Linked DNA regions of Zea mays: region 2 is linked to region 1. A link is a contact called in public Hi-C data. All regions are on one chromosome and are shown on one strand. The core of a region is the stretch at or near the end of the contact, and the rest is flanking DNA. Distances in the headings are between cores, read along the strand shown.

Region 1 (7,261 bases), core at 2,221-4,720:
AGTGCGTGGTTTCGCCGATGATAAATGGCCTTATCGCCTTGAGCGAGCTGTGGCGCGTAGTACATGCGTTGGAGATAAGATAATGCCTTTTGGTTTCGCATGACACAGATCGGCCGGCCCCACAGGAAAATATCTCGTGCGGACCCACAGCAAATATCCCAGGTCAGGAAACGCAGACCCTGCTGCTAGTGAAAAGGGCGATGTGAGGATATGAGATGGGGCTCAAGTCCGGGCCGTGTATGGGGAGGAGGCCCAAGCTGGACAAATTTTAGTATCCAGGCCAGCTCAAAAAAGAACATGTTTTTCAGTTTAGGGCCCGTTCGTTTGCATAGGAATAAACCTAGATTCGTTCCAGCTCATCAAAATTTATATAAATGAGAGAAATAATTTGGCTAGGAATTATTCCGGATCTCCAATCAGTGGAAACCGAACAGGGCCTTATAGTGCTCGGATTCAGGTACTGCGCAGCACCATGTGATGGTTCTTCCTTCACAAAGTGGCAACTGGCAACGCATAGCGGGCTGATGGAGGAGGATTAGCTGGTGGCACTGTTGTTGATGATCAAGAATACCGTATGCCTGTTATTAACCAAAGGTGTCACATACGTACAATCTTACAAGGCAAGAGATCTCAACTTGTACCAAAAACATCTTGCTATTATTAACATCCCTCCCAGTGTCCTGTCCCTGTCCCAGACTGCTGCCCTGCCTCCCATCCATCACCTGCTGTGTTCGCGTTCGTAGCTATCCGACTCCCGAGGAGACAGATCCCGCGCGAGCTTGAATTCCTGCAGGCATTTTCAAAGCGGTCACTGTCAGAGCGAGAACACCGTGAAGCTCAACCTGACATTACACACACGGGGCATCGCCGTACGTCTCTGAGAATCTGGTCGTCTTCGAGCATATGGACCACGTGCGCCATCGTGGGTCTCTGGCTGCCGTCCGGGTCCACGCACCGGAGCGCGGCCAGGACCGCCCGCTTCAGCGCCTTGGACGGCGGCGGCTCCGGCAGCCTCGGGTCCAGCACCTCCTCCACCCTCCGGTCGGCGACCATGCGCTTCAGCCACTCCACCAGGTTCACCTGAGGAGAGAAGAGCAGCAGCGATCTAGAGCATGTTTGGACACATGCATGGAGCTAACGAGCAGTAGCACATGCTTTCAAACACCAATTAGTGGTAGCCCACCTCGTCGGCTGGTCTAGTGTAGTCCACTGGAGTCCTGCCGGTCATGACCTCCATCGCGAGCACTCCGAAGCTGTAGACGTCGCTCCTCTCGTTCAACATCCCGGTCTCGGCGTACTCCGGCGCCACGTACCTGCAACGCACGCGGGAGACGATGACGAACTCCCTTGAACTGAAACAACAGCCCTCTCTCCCTGCGAAAAAAAAACAGAGAAAAAGCGACACCGACCCGAACGTTCCCACGACACGGGTGGTGACGTAGGACCTCTCCGAGCAGAGGAGCTTGGCGAGCCCGAAGTCCGACACCTTGGCGCTCCACTGCCGGTCCAGGAGGATGTTGCTGGACTTGATGTCGCGGTGAACTATCTTGGGCTCCAGACCCTCGTGGAGGTAGGCCAGCCTGAAACCTCACAAACTGTACATGAGTGTCTCCGTCTGCGTAGAAATCCAGGTTTCGACAGCTGTGACAAACTGGTACTACAGAGGACACAGGAGCAGAGGGCAGGCAGACAGTGTTGCTTTCAGACGCAACTCGCCACTCCCCCTAATCATGCCCATTAAAACAGCAAGACCAGTACTGCCGTGCCGTGTCAACAAAGTGCTAACGTTTTCTGGCCATCATAATTTCAGTCCGGAGGACATTAGATGGATGGGCAGGGCAGGCAGGCTAGTAGTGAAGAAGTACGGATAAAAGCAAAAAGAAAGCGTTGTTTTACCCTCTGGCCGTTCCAAGGAGTATGCGCATCCTGATGTCCCAGGTCAGTGAGCTGGTTTCGCTGTCGTCGTGGTGCAGCCACTTGTCCAGATTACTCTTCTCCATGTACTCGTAAACAAGCATCCTGAAGTGACGATGGGGGGGGGGGGGGGGGGGGGGGGGGGGGGGGGGACACAACAACTCTTTGGATCAACGTACTGCCGATGAGGTACATTCATGTCTCGTTTAGATACAATGGTAATGGTAATGGTAATTTGCACTGTACCTGCAAGCTCCCTCGCTGCAGTAGCCGAGCAAACTCACCAGGTTCTTGTGCCGGACGCGCCCGATTGTCTGAACCTCCATTCGAAAATCTTTCTCGGCCTGACCCCTGATCAAGTATACAGCAACTGATGATTTTTTTTTTGTTGTAAAATGATCGATTCATACGATCACTGGCGTGGCTAATTACGCGGTTCATCTGACACTGATCTGAAGAGTGGATAGAACTTGAATTTGTTTGTGTACACAGGAGGAAACGTGAAGCAATTTAATCCAAATCGAAACGTGCCAACCACCTCGATCTATTCTCGCGGGCATCAAGCACATATTTGGTGATAATAAACTTTTCTTTTTTAAAAAAAATGAAACGAGAGGTTTTTCAGCATCAGATCCAGCAAGCAAAAAAACTGAAAAATACGATCGCGACCAGACTAGAAAAGCTTTGCGTGTAGTTTCTGCTCACGCTTCGGAGTTCGGATCCAACCGAACAAATCCTGAAGCGGAGGGAAGAAGCCAACCTGTTGTTGTGGAGGTTTTTGATGGCGACGGCGGTGCCGTCGCGGAGCACGCCCCTGAACACGACGCCGTACCCGCCTTCGCCCACCATGTTGGCGGCGGCGAGCCCGCCCGTGGCCTCCTCCATCTCGCGGCGCGTGTACCGCCGGCCCCACCCGCGCCGCGCCGCCTCTGGAACCTCCGCATCGCTGCCGCCCTGGTCGCTCGCGGTGCTCTCGCCGCTCGTCGAATTCGCGAAATGCTCCGCGAGGATCAGCGGCGCCTTCTGCTCCGCCTTGATGGCCTGGATCGGCGGCTGTTCGAACGAAGCGGGGCGCCAGCGAGCGGCAGCCTCCTCGGCGTCCTTGTTGGCCGGCGGCGGGAGCGGCGGCATTGTCGCTGCTTGATGGTGCGCATGCACGCGGTGCTTGAGGGACTTGCTGGCGCCGGGCCGATGCGGGCACGGGGCCAGGCGCGGTGCGCGGCGCCGGCTGCAGCGGCGGCAGAGGCAGACGGCGAGGCAGAAGAGGGCGAGGGCGGCCGCCGCAGCGCCTGCGGCGACGAGGACCCAGGCGCGGAGGCCGAGGACTGGGGTGCGCTGCGAGAGCCAGGCTCTCGGGACGCCGACGCCCAGCACGGACGCCGTGGCCCCCTGCTGCTGTGGATGGAGATGGTGGCGCGGCGGCGGCGGCGGCGCAGGCGTGGAACGGGGGTGGCGGCCCTGGGCGCGCCGCGCGGTGTGCGGTGGTACTGGTAGCGCCCTCGGAGCTGTCATGGCCCTGCGCGCCGACGCTGAGCCGTGGAAGCTCGTGGAGTTGTAAGCTTGTAGCTGTAGGTTGATCAGTTGCCATTTAATTAGGGTTTTCCAGTTAAAGGCACTACCGTTTAGATTGATTATCGAGTTGAAAGTATAGTTCAAATTTGTTGCACAATCGCGACACAAGAGAGCCCATTGGTTACTTGTGGGCGAGGCTTGTGGAGTGATTTTTTTTCTTCTAGTAAAAAAACAAGTAGCGTATATACATAAATACAGCCTCTATTCATATCTGCACCCCAACCGTATTCTGAAAGAATAATATCGTAAAACATAAAAATAAATTTCAAACGAATACGCCGTCAAGTTGAGAACCCTCTCGTTTTCAAATCTAACTAATTTGTCTTGACTGAGAAATACAGTTTTTTTTAATTTAACTCAAACGTGAGTGAGAAAGGCCAATATAGGTCCTCTGCTACGTGACGTGATTGACCTCATGCATAGTACAGTAAAAAAGTGCTAGTTCATTTATACTTAGAGAAGAATAAATCAAACGGTAGCAAAGATTAAAAAAACAACTAATGTATTGAAAGGGGATCTTAATATATGACCTTAACTTGGCAAATCATACTTATTGTCTTGTTTGCTGCTCACAAACAATGATAGAAATGACAAAAGTTTGTTAGGTTAGATGAAATCATGCGGTTTCGGAAAACAAAATTCATTGTCGCAAGGAAATTATTACGTGTTATAGAGGATGTTTGTTTGAGATTATAATCTGCTTAGATTATATAATTTAATAAATTTTAAACTAACACTTAGTTTAAAATCTATTAGATTATATAATCTGGTCAGATTATAATATCAAACGAACACCCTCGTAAAGAGACCATTCTGGTTTACTAGTTGGGTTTCATTTTAGGGGTGTTTAGAAGCATTTTTTTTTGTTTTGACGCAAAAACCATGATATTATAGAATACCATGATATTTTTTGCAAATAGGTGTTTGGCTACATTGTAAAAAAACTCTGTTTTGAATACCGTGGTTTTGTAGTTATCATGGTATATTTTGGAGTATTTGAAACTTCACTTCAACCCAAAGTTTTTGTCTATGGCTAGCATCTTGCACATGTATACTAAATAACATGGTTTCATATACTTGGTCTCTAAACCAGTTTTGCTTAGAATACTATAAAAATATTATAGTTGTCGGGTACCGTAATTAGGGGTACCCCCAATACTCCTAAACACGGCCGGAAAACATCTTCAGAACAAACCATAAACAACTGATAAAGCGCGGTTCAAGTCAGGGCCTCGTCTACCAAGGGACACAACCTCATCCGAGCCCAGCCTCAGCCTCGGGCGGGAACAGTAGGCCCGGGCGGATTCACGCCTCGCCCAGGTCCTCCTCAGGCAGTGAGCGCACCCTCTGCTCGCCTAAAGCCCAGCTTGGACAGACTTTGTCGTGCAGCGACCTCGGCCGGATCGCCCTACCAACCGACCGTATCGCATGCACATTTAATGCGGGGATCGCCTGACACCTTATCCTAACACACGTGCCTCAGTCGGCAAGGTCGAAGTGACCGCAATCACTTTGCCCCTTTACTAACCGATCTAACAGGAAAACAAAGCTATTCACCCCGCTCCGGCTACTGTGCCAACCACCAGGGCAAGACTAGCAACAGCAAGTCGTGACCTCTCCCGAGTTCAGCCTCGGGCGCAACAGGGAGCTCCGCCTCCCCGACCCCTGGCCTCGGCCTCGGCCTCGGGAGAAGGTCTCCGCCTCGCCCGACCCCAGGCCTCGGCCTCAGCCCCGGCCTCGGGAGGAGTCACAACCTCGCCCGACCTCAGCCTCGGCCTCAGGAGAAGTCTCCGCCTGCCCGACCTGGGCCTCGGACCGACTACGCTACAGGGGATACCTCATTACCCTACCCCTAGCTAGTCGCCTCACGCTACGAAGGAACAAGACCGGTGTCCCATCTAAGGTTACTCCGGTAAATAGGTAATGATGGTTCCCCGCGTGCGCCCATGACGTCGGTTGCTCTCAAACCCCCTACAGAAGCAAGCAAATGTCAGCAGGATCCATGCCGCACCGCCAGCTGTGCTTCTACAGGGCTCAAGGCACTTCTCCGACGGCCGTGTTAGCTCGTGTATAGGGCTCAAGGCACTTCTCCGCCAGCCACGTTAGCACTTAGCTACACCCCCATTGTACAACTGGACATCTCCTTGCATCTATAAAAGGGGATGTCCAGGGCCTTCCTAAGGCACGTGATAACACAGACGTTGAGGGAGGTTCATGCGAGGACAGATGGGGAGACACGTTGACACAATACGTTGACGTTGAGACAGAGACGGACGCACGCAGAGACTCCCTCTCTCTCTCGCTCTCGTCCTCGCTCCCTCGCGACGCTTGTAACCCCTACTACGAGCACCCCGGTGCAAGATAATATAAGCCTCATTCCCCCGCTTGTGTTCCATCTTGCATCAACCCATCTGGGCAGGGGCATGCAGCAACAAATTCACTGGTCGGTTGATGGACCTCGCGGGTCCGAAACGCTGACAGTTGGCGCGCTAGGTAGGGGCTCGCTGCGTGTTAACGAATACTTTCCCGTTGAGTTCCAGATGGGTAGCCATCAGCAACCTCTTCGGCCCGGGACGGTGCTCTTCTTCGGGAGTCTCGAGTTCCTGTCCCGCAACGGCAGCTACGACATGGTACTCCTCCCCTCGCAGCGCGACAGCGACAACGGTCGTCAGCTCGCCCGGCGGCAGCGAACTCGATGACGACTTCCCTCTGTGGCAGAAGAGGAACACTCGGGTTTGCCCCGCCACCCTCCTCGCCGGAGGAGGAGGAGACGGGGCAACCGTGGCCATGCAGGAGGCAGCACCTCGTCGGCTGTCGGGCCAGAGCGAGTCGACGACGCTGGCACCCCCTGCGGGGGCCATGTCGGGTGTTGTCCTCGCACCTGAGACAACGACTGGTGTCGCTTCCCCGCAATGTGCCAACCCCGAACGGACTGATGACGCCAGCACCCTCGCGAAGGACTTGCTGGGCGTTAGCCTCGTACCTGAGATAACGGTGCGGTCCGTCCCTGACGCGACTTCCCCACCGTCCATCGACCAAAAGGTACCATCCGTTTTCCACCCTGTCCCTTTCAGATTCAGCTTCGATCCACCAAGCGACCCCGCTTCGGTAAGCGCTTTCGTAAAGGCATATCCTAACCTTCTGGGGTACCATATGTGGTCATCTTGGGACTGACTGACGACCGTCTCAACATCCAGACTCGCGGGTTCTGAGGAAGACGACGACTCCGACTTCGGTTGGGATTTCTCCGGACTCCGTGATCCCAGTGCCATGCGAGACTTCATGTCCGCATGTGACTACTGCCTCTCCGGCTGCTCTGACGATGACCACAGCCTTGGCGACGAGGGTTGCGACCCGAGTCGCGAGTGTTTCCACATCGATCAGGGGGATCACGGCGAAGACAACCACCTCGGCATGCCGCAAGATGACAACGCCCCTGTGCCTACGTCTCGCATTGACATCCCATGGGAGCTAGCTGTGGTCCCAGTCCCTGCGGGGGTCAGGACACATAACTCGAGCAATTCCACGAGATGCAGGCCAAGCTCGACGAAGAAGCGGGGCGACTTGTGCAGCTCCGACAAAACATTGAGCAAGAGTGGGCAGGCCGAGCACTTGTCGGAGGAGCGCGTCATCGGGCCCGAGACGTCCAGCGCCATATCATTGATAATGCCAGGGCAGGGCTGCCTTGAAAGGGAAATGTGCCCTTGGGCCATTTCTAAGTTTTTTTGGTGATTGAGTGCAAACACAAAGTGCTTAAATGTGAATCTATGCCCAT
Region 2 (6,570 bases), core at 3,306-5,805, 180 kb after region 1:
CGGGACCCTGGTGGTAGGGGCACGACTCCTTGAGCATCTTGTCGAACAGGTTGGCCCCTCCGAGAGGCTTTCGAAGGTTCCTGTGCTCGGCGGCAGCGACAAGATCTGCGTCGGCGGCGTCGCGTTTTGCTTGCGACTTCTTTTTCGCCTTCTTCTTCGTGCCACGCTGGGCGGACGCCTCGGGGACGTCTTCCTGCTGGCGTCCCTAAGGCTGCTTGTCCTTCCGAAAGATGGCCTCGACCGCCTCCTGACCAGAGGCGAACTTGGTGGCGATGTCCATCAACTCGCTCGCCCTGGTGGGAGTCTTGCGACCCAGTTTGCTCACCAGGTCGCGGCAGGTGGTGCCGGCGAGGAACGCCCCGATGACATCCGAGTCGGTGATGTTAGGCAGCTCGGTGCGCTGCTTCGAAAATCGCCGGATGTACTCCCGCAGGGATTCCCCTAGCTGCTGGCGGCAGCTTCGGAGATCCCAGGAGTTCCCAGGGCGCACGTACGTGCCCTGGAAGTTTCCAGCGAAGGCTTTGACCAGATCGTCCCAGTTGGAGATCTGTGCAGGAGGCAGATGCTCCAGCCAGGCTCGGGCGGCGTCGGAGAGGAACAGGGGGAGGTTGCGGATGATGAGGTTGTCATCGTCCGTTCCACCTAGCTAGCAGGCCAGCCGGTAGTCCGCAAGTCACAGTTCCGGCCTTGTTTCCCCCGAGTACTTGGTGATGGTAGTTGGGGCTCGGATCCGGGTCGGGAACGACGCCCGTCGTATGGCCCGGCTGAAGGCTTGCGGACCGGGTGGTTCGGGCGAGGGGCTCCGATCCTCCCCATTGTCGACGTCCCCCACGCCTGGGGTGGTAGCCTCGGCGCACCTTCTCATCGAGGCGGGCTCGACGGTCGCGGCGGTGGTGCTCGTTGCCGAGGCGACCTGGGGCTGCAGGCGTCGCGTCCCGTGTGCGCCCGGTGTGGACCGAGGCTTCCCGCATGAATCGGGAAGTCGCTGCGCGATGCTCCGGGGGGTACCCTTACCTTCGGGAGGCAGAGCTCTTGGCCCGTCGGACCGCGGCATCCTCCAGGAGATTCTTGAGTTCTCCCTGGATACGCCGCCCCTCGGTGGTGGATGGCTCCGGCATCGCTCGGAGTAGAATTACCGCTGCAGCCAGGTTCTGGCCGACCCCACTGGAAGCCGGGGGCAGTCTTGCCCTGGCATCATCAGTGATACGGCGCTGGACGTCCTGGGCCTGATGACGCGTTTCTCCGGCTAGTGCTCGGCCTGCCCACTCCTGCTTGATGTTTTGCCGGAGCTGTACAAGTTGTCCTGCTTCCTCGTCGAGCTTGGCCTGCATCTCGCGGATTTGCTCGAGCTGTGTGTTCTGACCCCCGCAGGGACTGGGACCACAGCTAGCTCCCGCAGGATGTCAACGTGAGGCGCTGGCCTAGGAGGATCGTCATCCTTTGGCATACCAAGGTGGTTGCCTTCGTTGTGACCCCCTAGATCGACGTGGAAACATTCGTGACTTGGGCCACAACCCTCGTCGTCAAGGCTGTGGCCATCATCGGAGCAATCGGAGAGGCAGTAGTCACATGCGGTCATGAAGTCTCGCATGGCACTGGGATTACCGAGCCCGAAGAAGTCCCAACCAGAGTCGGGCTCGTCTTCTTCCTCGGAACCCGGGGGGCCGTAGGTCGAGACGGCCGTCAGTCGGTCCCAGGTTGACCACATATGGTACCCCGGAAGGTTAGGATATGCCTTTATGAAAGCGCTCACCGAAGCGGGGTCGCTTGGTGGATCGAAGCTGAATCTAAAAGGCACAGGGTGGAAAACGGACGGTACCTCTCGATTGATGGACGGTGATGAAGTCGCGTCGGGGATGGACTGCACCGTTATCTCAGGCACGAGACTAACGCCCAGCAAGTCCTCCGCGAGAGTGCTGGTGTCATCTGTCCGCTTGGGTCTGGCATGTTGCGGGGAAACGACGCTCGTCGTCGTCTCAGGCGTGAGGACAACGCCCGACATGTCCCCCGCTGGGGTGCCGGCGTCGTCGACTCGCTCGACAGCCGACGAGGTGCCGCCTCCTGCCTGGCCACGGTTGCCCCGCCTCCTCCTCCTGCGGCGAGGAAGGCGGCGGGACAAACCCGGATGCTGCTCTTCTGCCACGGGGGGAAGACATCGTCGAGTTCGCCGCCGCCGGGCAAGCTGACGGCCGTCGTTGTCGCTGTCGCGCTGCGGGGGGAGGAGTACCATGTCGTAGCTGCCGTCAAGGGATATGAACTTGAGGCTCCCAAAGCGGAGCAGCGTCCCGGGCTGAAGAGGTTGCTGGAGACTACCCATCTGGAACTCAACGGGAAGTTGTTCATCAACACGCAGCAGGCCTCTACCTGGCGCGCCAACTGTCGACGTTTCGACCCCGGGGGGTCCCTGGAGCGACGAGTAAAATTGTCGCTGCATGCCCCAGCCCAGATGGGTTGGCGCGAGATGGAACATAGAGGGGGGAAAACCGCGGCTCGTGTTATCCTGCGCCAGGGGGATGCACTTGCAGTAGGGGTTACAAGTGTTCGCGAGGGAGAGAGAGTGTGTGTGGGCCGGTTCGTCAGCTCGTCCTCCCGCGCGACGACCCTCTCGCATGAGGGCTCTGGACCTTCCTTTTATAGATGCAAGGAGAAGGTCCAGGTGTACAATGGGGGAGTAGCTATGTGCTAACGTGTCTGGCAGAGCGGTGCCAGAACCCTGTGTACATGCCAACGTGGCTGTCGGAGAGGTGCTAGAGCCCTGTGCATGCGGTGTCGTAGCCGTCGGAGGAGCGCTTGAGCCCTGTAGAAGCACAGGTGTCGGGGCTGCTGGGACCTTGCTGACGTCTCCTTGCCTCCGTAGGGGGCTGAGAACCGCCGTCGTCATGGACACACGAGGGGAGCCATCATTACTTGTTACCGGGGTGAGCCTGGATGGGACGCCGGTCTTGTTCCCCCGTAGCCTGAGCTAGCTAGGGGTAGGGCAATGATGTATCCCCTGTGGTGCGGTCGGTTCGAGCCCAAGGTTGGGCGAGGCGGAGACTCCTCCTGAGGCCGAGGTCGGGTGAGGACGTGATTCCTCCTGAGGTCGAGGTTGAGGTCGAGCCCTGGGGTCGGGCGAGGCGGAGACCACCTTCCGAGGCCGAGGTTGAGGCCGAGCCTTGGGGTCGGGCGAGGCGGAGTCCTCCTTCTGAGGCCGAGGTTGAGGACAAGCCCTGGGGTCGGGCGAGGCGGAGCTTCCTGTTGCGCCTGAGGCTGATATTGGATGTTGTCAGCCTCACCCTGGCGGGTGGCACAACAGTCGGAGAGGGGCGAGCGGCGTTGTCTTCCTGTTAGGTCGGTCAGTGGGAGGGCGAAGTGACTGCGGTCACTTCGACCTTGCCGACTGAGGCACGTGTGTCAGGATAAGGTGTCAGGCGATCCGCGCATTGAATGCGTCTGCGATACGGTCGGTTGGTGAGGCGATTTGGCCTAGGTTGCTTCACAACGAAGTCTGCCCGAGCTGGGCTTCGGGCGAGTCGAGGGTGCGCCCGTTGCTTGAGGAGGCCCTCGGGCGAGGCGTGAATTCGCCTGGGACTACTGTTATCGCCCGAGGCTGGGCTCGGGCGAGGTGAGATTGCATCCCTTGAGTAGACGAAGCTTTGACCTGAATTGCGCCCATCAGTCTCTGCAGCTTGTGTTGATGGTGGTTACCAGCCGTGTTTAGGAGTGTTGGGGGTACCCCTAATTACGGTACCCGACAGATCCTGACACGTACATGGTTCGCATTCGGTTTGCTTTCTAAAACCGGGTGTGACACATAACCAGATTGAGAATCAAACCCACACTCTATGATTTTTACTCGTGGTCACGCATGTAAAATGTTGATGTTGCCATCCCTATACAACACCACGAGGAAACAAAGCGGCATAGAAATTTAAAGCGTCTTAGTAATTTTTATGGACATGCTATTACCAAAAGATAATGTAAGCTGACTTGGATAGCTCTTATGCATGCGTTTTATCCCTTCCATAGAACTTTGTTTGTTTTATTTCCATGAAAAGGTTAACTTGTAATGTTATTTGTATTGTATATCTTGATCTTCTTCTATATTTAAATTTGTAGTAGATCTCTACTATTATAATATGAGAATAATTGTGTGTCCTCCCCTCACGCAGGCGAACGCTACCTCTCCCCTTCACTCTATTTAAAAAAAATGCACGCCAAATTTGTTGTCTACCATTGTACTGTGAAACTGCTTGTGTCACAAGAAGCTTTTAAATATATACTAATAATTTAAAAGCAAAAAAATATAATCATGCTTTATTAAATATTTATTTAAATATAATTTATATGATATATATAAATCGCAGCAACATACAACCAAACTAACTATTATCTTTTATGTATCTTCGGTCAAATCTAGATCGCTATAGATGTGGTGGTGTTTAGCACTTGAGAGCGACAAAAATTATAGCAACGCACTGTTTTTTTTAAATATATGTGCAAGCAAAGAAACCCGTTGAGCGGCCCCAGTCGTCATTGAGTCCAGCAAGAGCAGATCAACCCGACCGCTTTCTCCACCCCCATTGCCCATTTGCCCCCAAGGCCCCAAGCCCCCAACACGGCAACACCGCACCACGACCACGGACTACCGTCTCCTCTCCTTTCCTCTCCTGCAACTGCAAGCGACCACCCCTCCACCCCCATCCACCCACCCGCCCGCCGACGCTTGGATCCCCTCCCTTGTTTGCCGTGTCCCCGCCCAAACCCCGTAGCCGCCGCCACAGCAATCGCTGCCGCCGCCGCTGGAGGCCGGGCCGTGGGGGCTGAAATGAAGGAGGTGGTGCTCCACGTGTATGACGTGACCAACAGTGACTCCGAGAAGACGAACAACACCATCCTCCAGATCAACCGCATCTTCAAGGACCGCATCGGCCTCGGCGGCATCTTCCACAGCGCCGTCCAGGTAGTGGGCCTGGCTCCCCTCTCCCCCTTCCCTCGCCAATCGCTCAGATCCCAGGGACCGACGCTTGCGTGCCGCTTCTCCAGATCCCTAAATCTCACGCCATTTCTTGAACCCCTCAACGCAGGTCTATGGCGAGGACGAGTGGTCGTTCGGGTTCTGCGAGTCCGGCAGCGGCGTGTTTAGTTGCCCCATAGGCAAGAACCCCATGTACACCTACCGGGAGCGCATCGTCCTCGGGGAGACCGAGTGCGGCATCGCCGCCGTTAACCGGATCCTGCGGGAGCTCAGCCGCGAGTGGCCTGGCCACTCGTACGATCTCCTCTCCAGGAATTGTAACCATTTCTGCGACGTGCTCTGCGAGAGGCTCGGCGTCCCCAAGCTCCCAGGTAAGACCACGGAGGGGCATTCCATGGTTTTTCTTTTTCTGAATGGCGACAACCTGTGCAAGGTGCATCTCATAGTGGCATTATGTACAATTCTCGAGTTGAAAACACACGCACTATGTCCTCGAATTGGTAGGAAGATTGCAGGTTCCAATTTACATGGCTATTTACATTCTTGCTAGGAAAAGAATGAACAAACTGAATGAGCGAATGTGTAAACTGAACATTGCTGAAGCATGTGTTTGCTACCGCTGAAGTATTGAGCAATTTAACTGGTGTTATGTGATTATCACACTTGAAGCTTTGATAATAGGGGGTTCATGTATGAAACTCAGTGCTGCTAGCTTTAAGACTCAACTTTGGAGCATAAGACCATGTACAACACAGACGTTTAGCAGGCTCTTAGAGTCAGTTTCATTGTTTTCCTTGTGATTGTGGAACTGAGCACAAGCGCATTGCAGGTGTTGCCCCTTGATGAGTTTTTTGATGGCTGCCTTGAAACTTACATGCTAGGTGGATGTCTCCCAAGAACAGTAATTAGCTCAATTATTACATTACCTCTGCTAAACCGTTTAGTCTGCATTTGAGACAAGGCTCTTTTATGTGTGCTTAATGATTCATGTCCTAATGCGCCAACTTTTGTGACAATTTGAGGAGGTTTAGATTCCTAGGTCAAGTCTTTGCCTGACATTTCTGATCATACAACAACAACAAAACCTTTTAGTGCCAAGCAACATAGGGTAGTCTAGAGTTCAAAGTTCGAAACTGAACAAAAGCCACATATCAAGGTCCAGATACGTGGATAGCTGATTTTGTTTTGCTCCTATTCAAGGCTAACAACATTCATGATCATAATGTTGAATTATTGAATTTTTATCTATGTTGCTAGCACCAGAGGCCTAGCATGATTGTGTTTCTTAGGTTTGAAATGCCATGAACTTACTCTTTTATTCTGTCTAACCTTGCAGGTTGGGTGAATCGCTTTGCCAATGCCGGTGATACTGCTGTGGTTGTTGCTGAGAACACAGCAGTTAAGGTAATTTCAGAATTTGTTGCTGTGATACAATGTGTTATCTCCAATTTGCTTAATCCTAGCATAAAATTTATGATTGCTCCTTGCTTTTTTATTATTTTTCCTAGTCTATCACTCATGTTTTAGACCTCTGTTTTCCCCACCAATGCAAACATCCCTTATATTTGTGTTTGCATTTTTCTTTTGCACGTGTTAGGTTTGGAGCTTTAAAT

Evidence for each region. A called contact is a pair of places that touch in the nucleus more often than the background predicts.
Region 2: a Hi-C map of ear shows a contact between it and region 1, with 3 times the contacts expected there. The contact joins the promoter of LOC100276728 here to the promoter of LOC100384693 in region 1. A contact is called at or near these places in 9 of 25 Hi-C or Micro-C datasets (bundle sheath, ear, leaf and 2 more).

The regions. Positions count from the first base shown.
Region 1 is chr1:83,214,345-83,221,605 of Zm-B73-REFERENCE-NAM-5.0, forward strand. It overlaps LOC100384693, which reads right to left and starts at 3,471. Exons shown (of 6, transcript NM_001177169.2): 1 at 2,675-3,471; 2 at 2,161-2,265; 3 at 1,897-2,019; 4 at 1,184-1,580; 5 at 874-1,080; 6 at 557-787. The coding sequence starts at 3,426. The coding sequence ends at 719.
Region 2 is chr1:83,397,988-83,404,557 of Zm-B73-REFERENCE-NAM-5.0, forward strand. It overlaps LOC100276728, which reads left to right and starts at 4,556. Exons shown (of 4, transcript NM_001150446.2): 1 at 4,556-4,942; 2 at 5,067-5,328; 3 at 6,294-6,361. The coding sequence starts at 4,808.